2 separate regions of the Mus musculus genome follow, and region 2 is linked to region 1. The links are chromatin contacts, called in public Micro-C maps. All regions are on one chromosome and are shown on one strand. The core of a region is the stretch at or near the end of the contact, and the rest is flanking DNA. Distances in the headings are between cores, read along the strand shown.

Region 1 (4,528 bases), core at 576-3,075:
GACCGGCTCAAAAAAGTTTCCCTAATGGAAATATCTGAGCCATTTAAGATAACCTCATTACATTTTACTTGGGTTTATGTGGAACCAAGTATATTTTTGATTTGTATGAAAGTGCATGCCATGAACATTTAGAAACCCAAGACAAGCCCACCTGTACGTGGACTAAAGGCTCTGGTAAAAATGTTTCAATGGGTTACTTATTGTTCACAGAATGAAGATACACACACACACACAATTATTCTTTTAATATTTTTCTATCCAAGTATTTCCCCATAAATCCCATTGTAGTAAATATCTTTAGGAGACCTTTGGAAGTTAGAAACAACAGATATATATTTTTAAGCCTTCTAGAAAATTGACCCTGGGAATGAATCCAGGCCCTTGAGAATGTTAGGCCTTGCAGTTGCTTTGTAGCACAGGCAGACCTTGAATTTGTGATCCTCTTTCTTGCCTCAGCTTTCTGAGTAGTGGAGATTACAGGTTTGGATTACAAGGAATAGTTGGCCTCGTTTATTAAAGTCGTGTTTTCTGTCGGTCTGTACTTAGAGTCTCTGTATTGTTATGTTGTACACATTGTCTTTTATGTTTAAAGGCATTGGTATGAGGGAGGGGGAGAGTTACCTAACCAGCTCTGAAGGTTTGCTCAACTACCTACCCAGAAGCAGAGGAAGAAGGCTGCCAAGAATAAATAGCATATGGTCGGCCAGTATTTTAGTATTAGGTTACAAATTAAGTTGTAGTGGACCAGTGTTGTTCAGTAAGAACTCAATGTGCCAGCAAATGTGAGCTAAGGAAGTAATTTTTACATCTTCTTAATGGGAGCCACATTTTAATACAGGGAAAAACAAACAGGTGAAATTATCTTTAATAATATGTTTCTTAACTTAACAGCTTCCAAAGGATTGTTTTTAACATGCAATCAATACAAAAATTAAGACATTTTGCCTTATTTTTTTTCTGTACTGTCTTGGAAACCCAGTGTGTATTTATTTTCCAACCCATCTCACTTTAGACTAACCAAAAATTCAAGTGGCCAACGGCCACATGTGGCTTGTGGCTTCCATATCTAGACTCTGCAGCTTTGAGCCAAAAATATAGCCCTTTCGTGTTTCCGAAGGCAAGTTGACAAGTGGAAACACACGGAGTTCATACAACACAACTTGGACCAAATATATTACTTGAAATAGGCACAGTCTTTTCCACGCTCATCCTTTGGGGATTATTTTTATTTTTATTTCTCCAGATTTCTCCTTTGTGGTCTGGTCAGGTTTCTCCATGTAAAACAGAACTCTGTTGAGATACCGGTCAATCTCAATGCTGTGTATTCCCTCAGGTTCTAAAATGAAAAGTCATATAGCTCCTAATATTTACTCGTGGGATGCAGCCATTATAATAAAGTGTCCCATGAATGACAGTGCGCCTTCGGCTGGGAAAAAGTCGACTGATGTCCTAAGAGGCTGCCTTAAAAAGAAATGTTCCCAGGAATGGCGTCAATCCACCGGGTGGCCCCTCCAGACCCCGCTGGCTGCTTCTGGATCCAGCGCTCACTGCCCCAGTCGCCCTCCGGCTCCGGCCGCCGGCGTTTCCGGCCAGCTCTCGCGGTCCGCGCTCCGCAGCCACCGTGCCCGTCGGTCCCGGGTCAGCGGCGGGGGAAACGCGCGCCTGCGGCCGGCGACTCTGAGTATCCGGAGCGCGGCTCGGCGCGGCGTCCACGCCCTCGCCAAGCGCTCGGTGCGTGCCAGGCCGGGCGGCGCCGCGGGCGGCGGAGGGAGCAGAGCCCTCCCCCCGGGAGCTGCGCGGCCAAGGTGGAAATGCGGAAGTTTCCGCGGCGCGGCTGACAGATGAGGCTGGCGCCGGGCGCGCCGGGCTCTGCAGCGGCTGTGCGTTCGGGTCCCGTCCCCCCGCAGCCCCGCGAGCCCCGAAGCCGTGGAACCGCGCGCGCGCGCCATGGCCACGCTGCCGAGCGCCGAGCGCCGCGCCTTCGCGCTCAAGATCAACAGGTAAGACGGCGCGGTTCCTGGCCAGTCCGCGGCGGGGCGCGCCGGTCCCCGTGGCGACTCATTCTCGTCCTCTTGTCACCCGCGCTGCTGTCCGGACCAGCGTCTTGCGCCACCTCCCCAACCCGGCGTGGCTCCCGCCGCCCTCGCTGTTCTGAGACAGGTGGCCCGACCCGGAGCGCGGGGTCGCGCGCCCGAACTTGGCTTAACAAATTGCGCCTTCCTTCCAGTCGGGAGACAGCGGAAAGAAGCTAAGTGGCTGAAAATCAGCCCTGCTTTGAAGCAGATCGGTCCGTGGTCCAGGGTTAGGGCTCTTTCAACCCCCTCTTTCCAAAAAACATCTTGGCTTTGGATGGCAGCGCTATTTTTATACCTTGGTCCAAAAGGAGCCAACCATGAAGTGGAAAAAATGATTTTAAAAAAATTCCTCCTTTAAATAAGCGAAAGGGAATGAGCTGTAGCTGACGTTTAAAGATTTCTAGCACTCTAGAAAAGTGAAGAACACAGGGATTTCCAATTTATAAACAGAGCTGCACACGCCACATCTCTGTGAGTTGACTACTCATAAAGTTCTCGGTAGACTCAAGCGGCGGCGTTTCCTCCACTGAAAACTGCTGACAAGTATTCAAGGGGGCATTTTTGCCTTGACCTGGGAAATCTAGACTGCCTGGCTAAAAGATAATGTGGAAGGGCAGCGCTCTGGAGGACTTCCAGGGTTGGTGTTTTTTTCTTGTTCTTGTTTGTTTGTTTTTGCATGTGGGACGCTGGCCCACAGTAATTCATCTTTGGGCTGCTAGTGAGTGAAGCTGGAGTCACTAGGAATCACCATCCTTGAATAGTGAGCGGTAAGGACCACAGAGGGCCAGTGGAGTTTCCCTGTGCAGTTGTGAGCAAGACCTTTCACTTCCTTCACTATTTCATCTGTCCAATTAGTTTAATTATTAATGTGGACTGTATACAAATGCTAAAGGGTAACTATATCATAATTCAGTCTTCCTATCGGAGCCTTTCCCCTCATCAGGCTGTCCTGGCTGCAGTGGGGCCGTAGGGGCATAGGAAGTTTTGATGGCTGTCATCATTGCCTTCCCCGCTTCTCCTCTCTTTGTCCCTGTCATGAGAAAGAAAAAAAGCCAGGAAACAAGGAACAAGGGCAGGAAGCTGTTAGGGATTCAGGAGGGGTGAGACTGATCTGAAGTGACTGTCTGGGACCTAATGCAAGCCTGGAGACGCTCTTGCAAGGAGCTTCGGGGTTGGTATAACCCAAGGGTGGAGGATTAAAGTCCTTAGCCAGAAGTGGTGGACTTACCCATCATCCCAGCCCTCAGGAGGCTGAGACAAGACAATCACAAGCTGGATGCCAGTCTAGGCTGCATACAGAGACCTTGCAACAAGGAAACAAAACAGAAGCAACCACCCAAGCAAAACAGTGTTAGGAAAACCAAGAGCCAGGCTACATTCAAATTTCCTTACAAAGTTTTGCTGCAAACTAAGTATATCCCATTGGGCATACACATTTTATATTTTTCTCATGTTTGGTCTCCTCCCTCCTCCCCTTCTTTCTGTCTCTCCAAGGTCTCTCACTTTGTTTCACAAACTGGCCTTGAACTCCGAGCACTTGACCTGCTTCAACTTTCTGATTGCCAGGGTTGCAACTGTGTACCGGCTTTTGTGTCAGTGGGAATAACTAGTATCCGAACCCTAGTTTTTCCCTCTTCTGACTGTTAGGAGGACTGAGTAGAGTAGAGACAGCGTGCTTATGATGCCTGGCTCAGAATGAATGTTAAATAGCTGCTAGCTGACACATCAGTACCGCTAGCTTCGTCGTGGTCAATGCCATCTCTAATATCATCAAATCTGAGATGATACTTCAGAACCTACGAAGACAAAGTACCAAGGGCAGCTGAAGTTGGACTATTTTTCCAGGCAGAGGCCATTTGGGGCAGGGTATGGGGATGCCAGTGGCCACCTGCAGCTTTCTTGGGGTTATATCTCTCACATGTGCAACACAGTGCTGAGAACCCTAAACTGGAGCCAAATGTTCCAAGAAGTACCCATTTAGGAAAGAAAAGTATGCTTTCTAATCTTCTGGAAAGAGTCTACATTGTATTTTTCTTTTTAAAAAGAGTTTTGTTCTCCCCCCTGTAAGCCACTTTGTGTATTGGGAGCAAGAGTTACACTGAGGTCTTGGCTGGTATAACTTTCAGAAGAGTGGATTTCTGAGAATGTATTTGGTGTGGCTATAACATTCAAACCCGCCACTTGCAGGCTGAATACTGACTTGCAGATGTTGTTGCAGATGTTGTGCTCAGTCGTCCTGGACAGATGTGGTCAGCTTTCATTGTCCACTTGACACAATCCAGAGTCACCTGGGAAGAGAGTCAGAAATGATGGGTTGTCGGCATCGGGTTTGCCTGTGGACATGTCTCTGTTAGATTCTCTTCATTGTTGTTTGATGGAGGGAAGACATAGCCCCTGTGGGCAGTGCCATTTCACAAGCTTGATCCTAAGCTGCAGAAGAGTGAGGAAAGTGG
Region 2 (4,455 bases), core at 1,340-3,839, 670 kb after region 1:
AGAGGAAAGAGATGAAGTGGAGGGGAAGGGGATCCCTAGATAGCAATGAAGTTATTGCCCTTTGTTCCCCCCACCTCACCTGTCCTTGGGGTGCTGGAGAAGATGTCCTTCCCAGAGGGGAGTATCCACCTGCTAGAGGTCTAGCTAAGCCTGTAGGCTGGCTCTTCAGCACCCCTTTTCTAGTCTGCCCACCATAGAGAGCCTGGTCTTTGCCCTATAACACTCCCAAGGGCTAGTCCCCTGTCTTAGGGCTCCCTATCCCCAAACCCCATTTCCCTGTTTTGGCCTCATCTGACTGGTTCATACACAGGAATGTTATTTGTCTCCTCCTCAAGTGATGTTTAAAGTTTGGCCCAGTACAAAGGCTCCTGGGCTCCCTAGTCCTGTTTACTTTCAGTTCAGGAAACAGCTACTCACAAGCTCCCCTCCCGGCTCTACTCTCTGCCATCTGGTAGCAAGCGAACCCATTTTCTCAACTTTGTTAATATTTAAAATTACTTGCGAAGGGCTAATTATCTTCTATCTTCTTAGGGGCTATACAAGCCATGAATAAAAACCTAGCCCGTTATCCACATGATCTGGCAGGGTAGAGTGGTGGAGTTATAGTTCATTTTCAATCGGAGGGCAGATGCGCACAGACTGCCTGTTTGCAAAGGTAGAAGACTGTCTCCTGTGTGTGTGTGTGTGTGTGTGTGTGTGTGTGTGTGTGTCTCGGTGTTGCTCTCGTGGAAGAAAACTCAGCATGATTTGACAAAAACAAAACAACACACAAAAGACCAGTGCCTAATCCTGTCATGGAGGCTCTAACCCTAACTCCAAGTGCTAACATCTGAAGGGTTGCAAGACAGCTAGGGAGCTACGAAAACAAAAACAAAGCAACCACAACAAGAACAACAAATAACCAAGAGGCCGTGGCAAACCAGCTGCGACCATTTCCGGCTGAGAGCCGAGGACTCCTCACTCTGTCCCTTCAGGGCAGAGGGCTATCCTGGTCCAAGGTTCTTGACCAGGTCCCCAGCTTTCCCGAAGGACAATGGGAATTTCAGGACTCCTCACTTTCATCACTGGAGAAAACGAAGGTTAGAAAACACGTTTCTACTGTAGTCAAGAACTTAAACGCACCCACCCAGGTTAGAAAAAAAATTAGGCGAGTTAAGTTAGATAAGGAAGACCACAAATGAGGAAACTAGGGGGTGCTGAGGAACCGGTACCAAGGATTAGTTCCCCCGCTGCCTCAGTGGGGAGCCTTGAAGCTAACAAGTCGCCCCTCAAGGCCCCCAGAGACACTGAAAGAAAAAAATCTACAGGAACATATAGAAAGTCATCTTTATACATTAACTGGATATTAGGAAGCGTTCAACCTCACAAGGGCCTGAGAATACCTGCGCTTCCGGCAGGGAGGCAGGCAGGCAGGCAGCTGGTCTTTGTTCTCACTTAGGCGAGCTTGGTTGACTTGGAATTTTCTGACAGGTTCGGATTAGAGGAAAAGAATCAGCTCCGAAATTTTCTCCCATCAACAGATATCCATCGCCACTGTAGCGCGTGCCCAGGAAATCGACAACCTGTTTTCTGATGTGTTTTCTAACCCGCTCTTCCTGCGGAGGGCTGGATCTTAAGGAGAACCCTTTAAAGAAGCATCGATGGGATTTTTAAATTTAGCTTAAGGTAATAGACTGTCGCGTTGCTTAAAGGACTTCTCTATTATTCGTGGGAAATTTGACTTTGTTTCAAACATTTTTGTGAAGGGTATTTTGAGAGAGAGAGAAAGAGAGAGAGAGAGAGAGAAGAAAGTTAGTTTTCTTGATAATCACTCATTCACACATGCTAAAAGGCTGCTACGTTTTAAAAGTTTTTGTATAAATGCTTGCTTAGATTGAATATTTTTTTGTATCTAAAATTGCTAATGGCGTGGTTTATTTCTATTTGCTCCCAGAATGGACTGTGCTATCCACTGATAACAGGAAACCGTAGATGGGCTGTAGTCGTTGCTGCCACCTGCCTCGCAAGCTCTATGGAAGTAAGGAACTGCTTTGCACCTCGGAGTTATCCACAAACTACAGATATTTGTAAGACATCTGGGCGCTGACCAGCAAGATAAACATGGACTTGTTCGTGCGGAGAGAAGGATGCCAGAGTGCCCACTTTAGAGTGGCCTCTTCTCTCGGCCCAACTGCCGGTCGATGGTTAAACACCGGAGATTATGATATCATCGATAGAAATCAACGCTAACCTTTCTGATCTCTACCCCTTAGTTACCTTCTCGAGAACAACGCGATGTATAAGAGTACGAGAATCAGCTTGTTCTCTAGTCGGCGAGATAAAAGGCGACTGCTCCGCCGCAACCACTGCCCACATTTTTAGGTTTAGCTTCTGGATCAGGGACCCGGCTGCAGCGAAGGCTGGCGGGTGGACTCCGGCGGCGCAGTAGCGCTAAAGGGAAGCTTCCACTGGGCTGAGGAGGAGGGCGCTCAGCCCTAGTGCTCCGGCCAATCGGCGTGCACACCGCCTGAAAACCAACCAATCAGAGGACGCAGAGCTCGGGGTGGGGGTGGGTGGTGGATAATACTAGGAAGGGGAGCTCAGGTCCCCGACTGCAGTGAGTGTCTCTGCGCCGAAAGCAAGCAGGGTGCGCCTGAGGCGGAGTCCTGGGTCCGGGCCGGACCTTTTCCGTCCTCTTTGGACCAGAAGTGGGAAGTGAAGTGAGGCGATCCAGGGTGCAGAGGACCGAACAGAACTTTGCAGAATTTGGAATGTACGGGGTGAGGTTGCTGAGGCCTTGACTCGCCTCCGGCCTCTGTCCCCCGGTCGCCATCCAGTGGGCTCCCGCCTCCTGCTCTCAGACCCAATTCTGTTTGCTCCCACTGCCTGCAGCTCCGGGGGACAGATCCTGAAGCTGGCTCTCTTTTAACTGGGTTGCTAGCCTGAGCCTGGTTCTTGGTGAGTGCTGTGTTGTCGCCGCTGCTCGGGAGCCAGGGAGGGCACGGGGCGTGACTCTTCACTACGGCTTCTTTCTGTTTCTGGTTGTCTTGCCTTAAAGATGAAAATCAAGTTCCCTCAACCTTGTGCGGCTCAAGCACTACTGATACCAGACCAGCTTCTTCAGCTTCATGGCTGTGTCCCCCACTCCCTGTGTGTGTCCTATATAGAGCATCGGTTTAGGGGAACCGGAGGGACGAGAAGACCTCTCTAGAGTCTTTGTGGTGGTGTAGGTCAATGAGAGACATTTGGAAAACGAGGTTTCAAGGTCCCTTGTAATAAAAGGAAAGATAGTTGTACCTTCGACATTTTTATATTTATCATGGCCATGTTAACTGGCTGTGGAAAAGCCTGACAAGTGGCTTAAACTGGCCAGTTAGTAAGGTCAGTGGGTGACTTGTCTGGAAAGGCAGACAGGACTCAGGTTAAAGGTCAGGTGCACAGACCACTTAGAATTAGTAAAATACAAGCTTCGTTGAACTGTGGATCTCGGGTGTGGCCTGTAGAAGAAAACTGAGTAATTCAAGGGGGAAAGCTGGCCTTGCAGAAATTCTGGGCCGAGTCTCAGAGAGGGTCCCTAATTGCGACGGGTCTTTAGGCCTTTTTCTGTCTCCCTAGCGCGCGGGCAACCGAGCCGAACGACAGTCTAGTGTCATGACGGAAGGGCAGGCAGTCCCGGGAGTCGGGGACTGGGAGATCGACGTGGAAAGCCTAGACCTGGAGGAAGATAGCTGTGGGACTCCACTGCGGGCCACGCCGCCGCAGGAACCCAGTCCGGCGGCGGCCGATGGGGAGGAGGACGAGGACGAAGAAGAGGAGGATGAAGATGTGGAGGACGAGGGTGACGGCGAGGAGCCCGGCGTGTCCTCGGAGGTGCCAGGCCGGCCAGAGCAGCCCGGGGGACTGGCACCCAGGCCACCGCCTGCTGCTCAGGCGCTGCCAGCCGCCGCCGCCGCCCCTGAGCGCGGTGCCACCGCCGGTGGCGGCGCAGAGCCGCGCAAACTGAGCCGCACACCCAAGTGCGCACGCTGCCGCAACCACGGCGTGGTATCCTGTCTCAAGGGCCACAAGCGATTCTGTCGCTGGCGGGACTGCCAGTGCGCCAACTGCCTGCTGGTGGTGGAGCGCCAGCGTGTCATGGCCGCCCAGGTGGCGCTCCGGAGGCAGCAGGCCACAGAGGTGGGTGCCGACAGGCTGGGGATAGGTCTCCAGGGTGCGCGCCCAGGCAGGATGAGGGAGTCCCTTACAGCAAGGAGCTGGGCTTCCACTCACACAACCCAGTGACCCTCGATCTCAGATCGCCTGGCAGGAGAGGTTCAGACACTGTCTCGCTAGCCTGCGGGGTTCCGGAGGGAAAGCCGTGGCCTTCGATGCAGAAAGTGCTGAAAAAGTCTCCTATTCAAAAAGCATTGAGAGGCAAAGGAATTAGGTCCATTTGGGACATCGCGGAAAAGTCAATAAAAATAAATATTTTCGGGT

Evidence for each region. Hi-C and Micro-C count contacts between places; a contact is called where the count stands out from the background.
Region 2: a contact with region 1 is called in a Micro-C map of embryonic stem cells, with 4 times the contacts expected there. A contact is called at or near these places in 3 of 39 promoter capture datasets (embryonic stem cells, hippocampal neurons and stem cell-derived epiblast-like cells), 4 of 484 Hi-C or Micro-C datasets (Sertoli cells and embryonic stem cells), 1 of 130 datasets of targeted methods (embryonic forebrain) and 1 of 9 other capture datasets (embryonic stem cells).

The regions. Positions count from the first base shown.
Region 1 is chr19:24,997,704-25,002,231 of GRCm38.p6, forward strand. It overlaps Dock8 (dedicator of cytokinesis 8), which reads left to right and starts at 1,826. Exons shown (of 48, transcript NM_028785.3): 1 at 1,826-2,000. The coding sequence starts at 1,948.
Region 2 is chr19:25,669,822-25,674,276 of GRCm38.p6, forward strand. Dmrt2 (doublesex and mab-3 related transcription factor 2) reads left to right here and starts at 2,590. Exons shown (of 4, transcript NM_145831.3): 1 at 2,590-2,937; 2 at 3,595-4,155. The coding sequence starts at 3,631. 2610016A17Rik (RIKEN cDNA 2610016A17 gene) reads right to left here and starts at 2,418. Exons shown (of 2, transcript NR_045347.1): 1 at 2,257-2,418; 2 at 1,313-1,624.